Linked DNA regions of Gossypium hirsutum: region 1 is linked to region 2. The links are chromatin contacts, called in public Hi-C maps. All regions are on one chromosome and are shown on one strand. Each heading gives the region's core, a stretch centred on a gene start, on an enhancer-like site or on the middle of the called end of the contact. The rest is flanking DNA. Distances are from core to core; before and after follow the strand shown. Region 1 holds the start of LOC107943755 (probable serine/threonine-protein kinase At1g54610). Region 2 holds the start of LOC121228204 (peptidyl-prolyl cis-trans isomerase FKBP19, chloroplastic).

What was found. Hi-C and Micro-C count contacts between places; a contact is called where the count stands out from the background.
Region 1: a contact with region 2 is called in a Hi-C map of leaf, with 1.7 times the contacts expected there. The contact joins the promoter of LOC107943755 here to the promoter of LOC121228204 in region 2. A contact is called at or near these places in 2 of 34 Hi-C or Micro-C datasets (both in leaf).

Annotation. Positions count from the first base shown.
Region 1 is chrA04:81,810,406-81,814,879 of Gossypium_hirsutum_v2.1, reverse strand. It overlaps LOC107943755 (probable serine/threonine-protein kinase At1g54610), which reads left to right and starts at 1,724. Exons shown (of 8, transcript XM_016877548.2): 1 at 1,724-2,785; 2 at 3,148-3,448; 3 at 3,627-3,944; 4 at 4,177-4,404. The coding sequence starts at 2,730.
Region 2 is chrA04:81,121,469-81,126,454 of Gossypium_hirsutum_v2.1, reverse strand. LOC121228204 (peptidyl-prolyl cis-trans isomerase FKBP19, chloroplastic) reads right to left here and starts at 2,744. Exons shown (of 9, transcript XM_041111483.1): 1 at 2,519-2,744; 2 at 2,250-2,424; 3 at 2,065-2,150; 4 at 1,917-1,967; 5 at 1,574-1,618; 6 at 1,245-1,300; 7 at 843-918; 8 at 617-767; 9 at 167-530. The coding sequence starts at 2,596. The coding sequence ends at 672. LOC107898983 (transaldolase) reads right to left here. Exons shown (of 7, transcript XM_016824572.2): 5 at 4,772-4,960; 6 at 4,495-4,677; 7 at 4,012-4,406. The coding sequence ends at 4,161.

The DNA of each region.
Region 1 (4,474 bases), core at 475-2,974, 690 kb before region 2:
AAAATTATTTTAACTTTTTATTTATTTATTTCTTTCTGCTTTTTCTAATATTTGAATTTGCATTTTTTATTAAATCACCTCAAATTGAATGAAAAAATTAATATTTGTTAATGTGACATATATGTGGATTTAACGTGGATGACACGTCGGTATTTAATTAAATTTTTAAAATTTAAAAATATTATATATATTTAACAATTTTTATTTTTTAAAAATAGTTTTAAAATTTTTCTAAATTTTTAAATTTTAATAAATTAATTAAATGCCGACGTGTCATTTACGTTGCAATTCACATATATGCAACATCAACAAAGTTAGAAAACATTAACTTTTTCATTCATTTTGTGGTGATTTAACAAAAAATCACAAGTTTTTGAAGGGTTAAAATAGACTAAAAAAATTAAATAAAATTCTAAAATAATTTTTTTTGTAAAGTTAGAGGTTTAAATAAGTTATTGTGTCATTTACTTTTAATATATATTTAAAATTATACTAACATTTTAACATTTTCTTTATTCATAAAATCTATTAATATAAAATAATGTTGATACATGATTTGGTGTTGATAGTTGTGGGTATACAAGAGTAAGGGTGGCAAAAAAATTTGAATTTGATGGATTTCGACTCAACCTAATTTGTTAGGAATAGAATTTTTTTTTTGAAAAATTAGATGCAGAGTGAGTTAAGTCGAGTGAAATTAGAAAAAAAAATTATGTCAAGTTTTGAGGGAAATCCACTCTATCTTATTTTGGGATATTTATAAAAATGCCTTTATATATACATATATTAAGTTTTTATTTTTAATAAATAAATATATAAATAAAAAATATATATTAATTTTTAAGTCTAAACTTAAAAAATTAATCTTACTTACTTTAAAATAAAATAAAATAAAATAAAATAATTAAATTAAATTTAAGTCGAGTTGGGTCGGGTCTTCTATTAATTTTTGAGTCAGGTTTGGGGTAAAATATTTTTTAAAAGAATGAGGCGGATTCATCAACCTTTGAATTGAAATTGGTGCAGGCAAAAATTCACCTAATCTCGACCTGTTGCCTTCCCTACACAAGAGGGTGTGAAGAGCCATTTAGAGTGGTTTAGGTGAGAGAGTAGTGGAGTGGAGAGACTAAGAGGGGTTTAGTACAGTTTTGGTAAATAAGTGAATAGCTTATGGGTTTAATATGGGTATGGGTGTCCCAATGCGTCTAGATGGTAAGTAGAAGTGGTAGCTGAGTTAAGGTGTATGGATGTGATTGAAGTCTTGTCATGCAGTCCTAGAATTGTCTAAATAATTTTGAGCTTATTGAGTTTTATTATAAGTTAAATGATAATTTACGTGTTAAATATTTAAGATGTAATGTCGTGATCTGATCTTTATGTTTATACAATTATTAAAAAAGATTATTTTCAAAAGAATTGGATTAACATAATTATTTTTATGAGATCTCATAACCAAAGGGTTACATATAATAAATAACTTAAAGAAAACAATTTGAGATATTCTAATCGTTTACAAACAAGAGTTAGGGTTAAAATAAAAGGAAAATGGGAACTACCCAAAGGCCGAAATAAAGAGAAATATAAAGAGAATCACGGATATTGGGATATTTCACAAGGTCAAAAATGGTTTCGAGTGTGAATAAATTAGTGGTAGGCCTAGGCCTGCCCTAATACATTATTATTATTATTAAATAAGAAAAAAAAAAAACCAGACATACACAGTATAGTTGTCAAATCTTAACGCGTTAAATGCAACAATGCAACATTCATTCAAACACCCCTCCACTTCAGCCCACCCAAAGGCAAAAAAAAAAAAAAAACCTCCTTTCCTTTTTTTTGTTTTTCCTTTGTTGAATCCAAAATCTACTTTCTTAACACGTTTGTGCCTACGCGTTTATTCCCCCCCCCCCAAAAAAAATAAAAAATAAAAAATCCAAGACCAGCAATAATAGTTTCCTTCGCGATTAGTTAAAGTTTCTCTATTTCATTTGTTTCCCAGATTGTCAGTTGCTTTGAATTTCTTCTGGTTTTCTTTTTTATTGTTTCTTTCTCTGTTTTCTGATGCCCCGATATTGACGTTTACTTGTGGGATACTCTGATTTGGAAAAATTTGGGTCTTGGTGGGTGACTTTGAATTGTTCAAAAAGGATTGAAAGATAAAAGCTTTTCGATTGGTGTCGGTCTTGCAGTCCAAAATTCTTCAACTTTGGGTGTATTTGATGGATTGGATTTCTCTTAGAGTTAGCAAATTTTATTGTTAAAGTAGGTTATTTGTTGTTTAGGCGATTGTAATTTCTGTACATATAGAAACATGGGTTGTATGAGTTCCAAGTCTGCGGCTGTCGAAGATAGTCGTGAGAATCACAAAGAGAAGCTGAGGCGAAAAGGGTCGTTGGATAAGCTTGTTCCACGAGCCGATTCGTCAAGAAGAGAGGATAGTGTTGGATCAAAGGATAAATACGATGGTGGTGATGTGAAAGTGTTGTTGATTGATAAAAAAACCAGTGGTTCCAATCGTTATTGTTATAATGATCGAGCTGAGAAGGAGAGGATTATTGATAAGTTCGAGGTGATTGAGACAATTAATAAGGTGGAGAACTGTGAGGTTGCAAATACAATTACTGTTGGTCATCATCATCTTCATCCTGGTTCAGGAAGGGTGTTGAATAGTATAAAAGGTGAACAGGTTGCAGCAGGGTGGCCTTCTTGGCTTGTTGCTGTGGCTAGTGATGCTCTCAAGGGATGGATACCCCGACGGGCCAACACCTTCGAAAAGTTGGATAAAGTAGGTTTTGATCCTCTTTTTACTCTTTTTTTTTTTTTGAATCTTGATCCATGTTCATCATGTCTAATGAACAACTGGCTAATGATGCTTTACATTTTCTCATTAGCTTGCCTAGTTGAATATTCAATTTGACCTGAGTAATTAGTTCCAACAAGCAAAGGCCCTTTTGTTTTTTGGTGAACAATGAAGAAGATCTAGTCTGATAGTTGGCCCTTTTTATCAAGACATGTCTTTGAAGATATTGTATTATGGAGGAGGGTCCATAGTGATTTAGTTTGTCAGAGAAACTCATCTTAATATATGAATTCCATTTCCCATGTTGATATTCTCATTTTCCTTCATTTGGTTTTTTTGTATGATAGTAGTTCATTCTTGCAGATTGGCCAAGGAACTTATAGTAGTGTGTACAAGGCACGTGATGTCGTTCATAATAAACTCGTGGCTTTGAAAAAAGTGCGGTTTGATAATCATGACCCTGAGAGTGTGAAGTTTATGGCAAGGGAGATTAATCTCTTACGAAGACTCAATCATCCAAATGTTATAAAATTGGAAGGCTTGATCACATCCCATACGTCATGCAGCTTATACCTTGTTTTCGAATATATGGAACATGATCTTGTGGGACTTGCATCTCTTCCTGGAATCAAGTTTTCCGAGCCTCAGGTAATCTTAAAATGGTTTTATTAGTTATTTCTTGCTGCTGTTCAATAGTGTCTCTTAATGGAGCAGTATCAAGATGCAACATGGTGCCACAGTCACCTAAACGCCTTTATTCTGCAATTTATAATGATGTCTCTTCTTGGGCATTATGTTCATAATTTCTTTTTTCATTTTTGGTCAGATTAAGTGCTATATGCTTCAACTTCTAAGTGGACTTGATCATTGTCACAGCCATGGTGTCCTTCATCGTGACATAAAGGGTTCAAATCTTCTCATTGACAGTAATGGAATCTTAAAGATTGCAGATTTCGGTTTAGCATGCCATTTTGATCCTCACGATAGTGTTCCAATGACCAGTCGTGTGGTGACTCTCTGGTATCGACCACCAGAACTTTTGTTAGGAGCTTCTCATTATGGGGTTGCAATAGATTTATGGAGTGCTGGTTGCATACTCGGAGAACTATATTCTGGCAAACCTATTTTGCCCGGAAAAACAGAGGTACTGGGTTCAAGCGCCTGAGCTGATTTTGATAATTGCTACTAATGTAATGATTATTATTTTGATGCATCATTTTTATTTTCTATTTTTTGGAATGAGACATGTTTCCGTTTCCTGGTGAAATTATCTCCTACACGTGCTGATTTACACATTTGTATAAATTCATATTTGTTAATGTTCTAAAAGTAATCATTCTAGTGGTAGGCCTTTTTTAATCTTTTTTATTTTGTAGGTTGAGCAATTACATAAGATTTTTAAGCTATGTGGCTCAGCATCCGAGGAATACTGGAGAAGAGCAAAGTTACCTCATTCAACAGTGTTCAAGCCTCTTCATCCATATAGACGATGTGTTACTGAAACATTTAAAGACTTGCCTTCTCCTGCTGTAAGTCTCATGGACACCTTGCTTTCAATCGATCCTGTTCATCGAAGAACTGCAGCTTTTGCTCTGAAGAGTGAGGTATGCACAATATGTCAATCATTACCAATGAATATTGTATTAAGAAGGAATGTTGTGTGCTTTTTTCCCT
Region 2 (4,986 bases), core at 1,495-3,994:
ATAGGCCTTGGCAAATGAACAAGCAAACCCCTGCCTTCTGTTAGGAATAGCCTCAGCCAGTCTAAGACTGAACCTGGTCCAACAAGCTGTGCCGGAGCCTTGCCTAGTTTCATGTGAGAAGACAAAAAAAATATAGGAATAACAATTTATCTCCGACATCTGTAGAGAGCACAAGAACTTTTAATTACCAGCAAAAGGAACAATATAAATCCATGTTACAATACACGAAGGCTACAAAAACTTTTTTACACTAAAATGAGGATTTGGATCATAACAAATTTTGAACAGAGTGGACAACCTCATCTTTTTCCACACCATCGTGGTTCAGCTGGGAAGATATAAAAACGAAAAAAAAAACAATTTGCAGACTAATTCTTTATTTCAAGAATAGCTAGAATTTAATGAATGAGACATGGCCACACTGCTTTCTTTGAACAGATCCTTCACATTCTTTGCTCAATGTTATCCAATATTTTCACTCCATGGCTGACTTCAATTCCCAGTAGTTTTAACAGCATGAGAAAACTTCCCTGGAACAAAAACGTGATTCGTGATCCATTGTATGATAATGAACCTATGACCAGCTCAAAAGCATAAAATATCCACGAAATCTAACCTCAACATAATTTCAGTCTCTAAATGTTTAGACCATTATGATCTTTGAGCCGAAATCAATTTGGAATGATTTTGAGGAGTTCAATATCAAACAGTAGGGTCTTATCTATAAGCCCTTGGTTCCTTAGCACAAAATCCAAAGCTCGTTGACCCTGCGGAAGGCACCGAAAACAGTCATCATATGAACAAAAGAATACAACATAATGGATCAAAGACTTGAATTTTACAGAGAAGGTTGTTGGTTTGGGGCCACTTTTGTTGTAGTCATTGTCGGGATATCCCAATTCTGGTGGAACTATGATCCTGCATCACTGTGAAGTAAACTGTGAAATTTGCATACAATATTATCGCAGAAAAGAAATTACTTAATCCTTGTTTTCTTTTCATGATAAAAAAGTATCATGCATCTGCATCAACAAGTTAAAGAAGTTTTATAGCTCAGACCGCAAAAATATTTAGCTCGATTTAGTAAAAGGAGCGAAATGCACTTGAAACCATTGATCAATAGCCCATCTTTTATTTGACACACTTAATGTTGGTAGCCACAGGACACAAGATTACAAAGTGGAGTACGCAATGTGTGAATACAGTAAACAAGATTATATGCATTAGAAAAGCAGAACAAGCACCTTCTAACACCACCCAGAGCCATTCCTGTAATTGCTTCTTCGAATGCTGGAATCACCTGAATAATTGATAAGGAGAAAATCTTATTTTGAAGGTTTCATCTTTATATTTGTATCTCAATATAATATTGTACTTTGGATGTGGCTTATAAATTTAAAAAGGAAGAAAAAGTACTAATTGAGAGACCTTAGACAATCATAAATCCTTAAAACTAAATTATTAGCTTAGATCACAAAAACAAGAAAAAGGTGAGTTAGAACTATATTATCTTTAACATTCATGAGTTGTATGGAGAACACTATTATCTGATTCAGCAAAACCAACTACTCACTTCTTGGGATTCAAGTCTAAATTTGAAGAAGTCTTTGTCATCTCCCTGCATGTTTTAAACCCAGATAATATCATGAAATAATCAACTAATTTAAAATGACATGCAGAATTAGGACGGGAAGCGTTATGTACAACAAAGGAACCGCCTTTGGTCTTGTTTCGAGCTTCAAATATGCGGCCATAATACCCTATAGTGTAACCATCCCAATCAACCTACAGTATATAGTTCGTAGCCCATAAACTGCTTGAAATAGCTTAGGCAAAAATAACAAAAACAATAATAGTTGCGCACTAAATTTGAAGGTATTAAGTTTTGACATAAACATTTGAAAATTGATGCTTACCACTACTGTATCTCCCATCTTCGGTGTAGGGCCATTCCCGACCCGCAAGTCCTACATTCTCATTGGAATTTTTATCAAGATAAGAACATATACACCAATTAAAAACTAAAATTAACATTGAATGGGATTGTTTCCGTAGCAAAATGACCTTGTACTGAAGACCTGATACTGTTTCAGTGTAATCTGGATACCGCATTTTGGTCTTCCCATAATCCTTTCCCCTAAGTGCTGGCACTGTGCTCCAAATTCCAACAATTTGGATTAGCAAATGAAATGCATAAAATTAAAAATAAAATGGAATGAATCCCTAAGCTAAAAGAAAAAGAAAAGTACTATCAGTAAATCCAGAAGAGGCAGCCATTGCCATCTCAATTTCTCCGTTGGAAGAATCCCAGAGAGCAGGAGCGACTAATCCAACCGCTCCAATTACCATAATTTTCCTTCGCTCGATCCGCTGAGATGGTGGCTGCTGCTGCTGGAGTTGCGCAGAAAGGCATGCTATTGGTCTCTGAAATCAAAGAAGATACATTACGGTTGGGGTTGGATTGGGTGGTCAATAGAAGAAATTAATTACGAGGAAATTGAGGGAGGAGATGACGTACCCTAGTAGAAGCTCTTGCAGTTGCAGAGGATAAGGTAAGGGATTGGGGCAGAAATCCAGTTGCTGAAATCGACGCCATCAAACTAAGTATTCAATTCCGTGACGAAAGCAGGAAAGAAAAGGCGGTGAGACTTTGACGGAGAAAGAAAGAAAGTGCGTCTACTTTGTACGCGGGAAGATAACGGCCTCAGCTTTTTGTGACATTCCTTCTACGGCTGTATGCCCGCTCTCATAATATTTATCCTTTGGATTTTATGGGACACTGGGCTGGGCCGCCACCGGTTTCAAATTGTTTTAGCATGCTGTCAGGTTCTTTTTTTTTTTCGGCCATCAAAATCGAAAATCAAACAACATTTATAAAATCCAAATTAAAATATCATGGTTATCCACATTAAAAATATAATATTTTTTTAAAAATGTTATATAAAAGTTATTGATTTTTTAAAAAAAATCTAAATCCTAAATTTATTATAAACATCAAGAATCGAAGCGAATTATCATAAACGGTTTAAAAAAAATTAAAAATTTCAACCAAATTCAATTCAATTCACCCCTAATTTTAAATTCATTTGTGGAATTCTTTTACTCATTATCATCTATGCTAAATTGGTCTTAAACTTCAAATGATTCTAGTTGAGTCCTTAAAATATCAAAATTATATTTTATCAAGTCTTTCCATCAACTTAATTGTCAATTTAAAGGTAGGTTTGAATAGGCGGTGCAGTTCGTTTAGCTTACTTTTGATCTCACGCTATAATATTTAATCTCACCACTATTAATGTTTTTACACTAACAACTACTAAACGCACTACTCATTCAAATTCACCCTAAATATTAAATAATAGTTTATATTTGATTAGAAGTATATTTAAAACACATAAATTAAATTATAAACATGTTAATATCTACATGAATAATTTGAATTTAATATATGAAAAAACGGACGAAAAATTAACCTTAAAAAAATTATTTTCTTAACAAGCCAAATTTAAGTTACCCACATGATTAAGTACAAGTGTTTATAACTGGATTCGCGAATTTCAAGTTTTAAATATATTTTGCATCAATTTTGAGCTCACAGTTAACGTCTATAACGTCTAAACTAATAAGTATACTAACAAAACAACTCACTTGGTTATAAAAATGATGTCAGTAAAATTAACCCATTTTTATAATTAAATTTTCAAAATACCAAAAAAGAAAATAATTTTTATATAGGTCAACCATTGGAATAAACAAAAACAAAAATAGTACGGTAACATATTCTCCATTTATTCTTTTTTTCTTTTTTCTTTTTGGAAAAACTTCACCAAGGAAAAGAAAAACATTTGACCATAAACGATAGGAGTTGACCAAAATATCACAAATATTTTGGCAAGTTTGATTGCGATTGATTTTCACACCCAAGATTTCTATTACCTTATCCTTTTTAAGGTTTCCTGTTGCTTTAGAACCACATCTGCAACTACATTGATCAGCAGGAGCCATAAAACAAAGCACAAAACAAAAGTTCCATTAAACAAACACTCGCTGCTTCATATTACATAATATTCAACGTCTCACATAACGCTCGCTCACCAACTTTCTTTTACAGCAGGAACCAACACCCGCTTGTTTTTATTGTGTTTGCAGTGACAGCAAATCTAAGAAATCACAAATTTAAGAGTGTTTGCCTTCTCTTGCAATGTGTCGAGAAGGCTGTCAAAGCTCTTCTTGAAAGACTCCACTCCCTCGTCTTCCAGCTGTGAACCGACTTTGCCCCAGTCAATCCCCAACTTCTCAAGTGCACTATAGATGCCTTCAGCTTCAGACACGTTTGCGTCAATCGTCCTTGAAACTGTGCCGTGGTCTATAAAGGCTTGGAGTGCTTGGTCAGGCATGGTTGAGACCTGCAAACAGCACCAAAATGACAGAAAAGATTATGGGATTATTCATTAACTCATTTTGAAAACTTTATTCAGAAAGAAGATAGCTCACCGTGTCAGGTCCAATGAGAGGAGCAACATATAGGGTGTCAGGGTAGGCAGGGTTCTTGACACTAGTTGAGGCCCAGAGCAACCTCTGTTTCTTGGCACCCTTCTTCACCAAAGCTTCCCATCTTGGACCGGAGAATTTCTTCTGGTAGAGCCTATATGCCAGGGCTGCTTGAGCTACAGCAGCCTAAAAAATAGTAAACATATCATGGTGTAAGCAAATTTTGACAGGTAATTCAGTAAATATTTGAATGTACGAATGTGTATTGCAGTTTAGTAACCTTTCCTCGGAGATCAAGGGCTTCTGGTGTTCCAATCATTTCAAGCATTTTGTCAATGAGGGTATCTACCCTACTGACAAAGAAGGAAGCTACACTAGTAACCCTGGAGAGATCACTCAACCCAGAAGCCTCAAGGCCGTCCAAGTAAGCATCAATAACAGCCTCGTATCTAGCAAGCGAAAATATGAGCTGTACATACACATAAGAAATGAAAG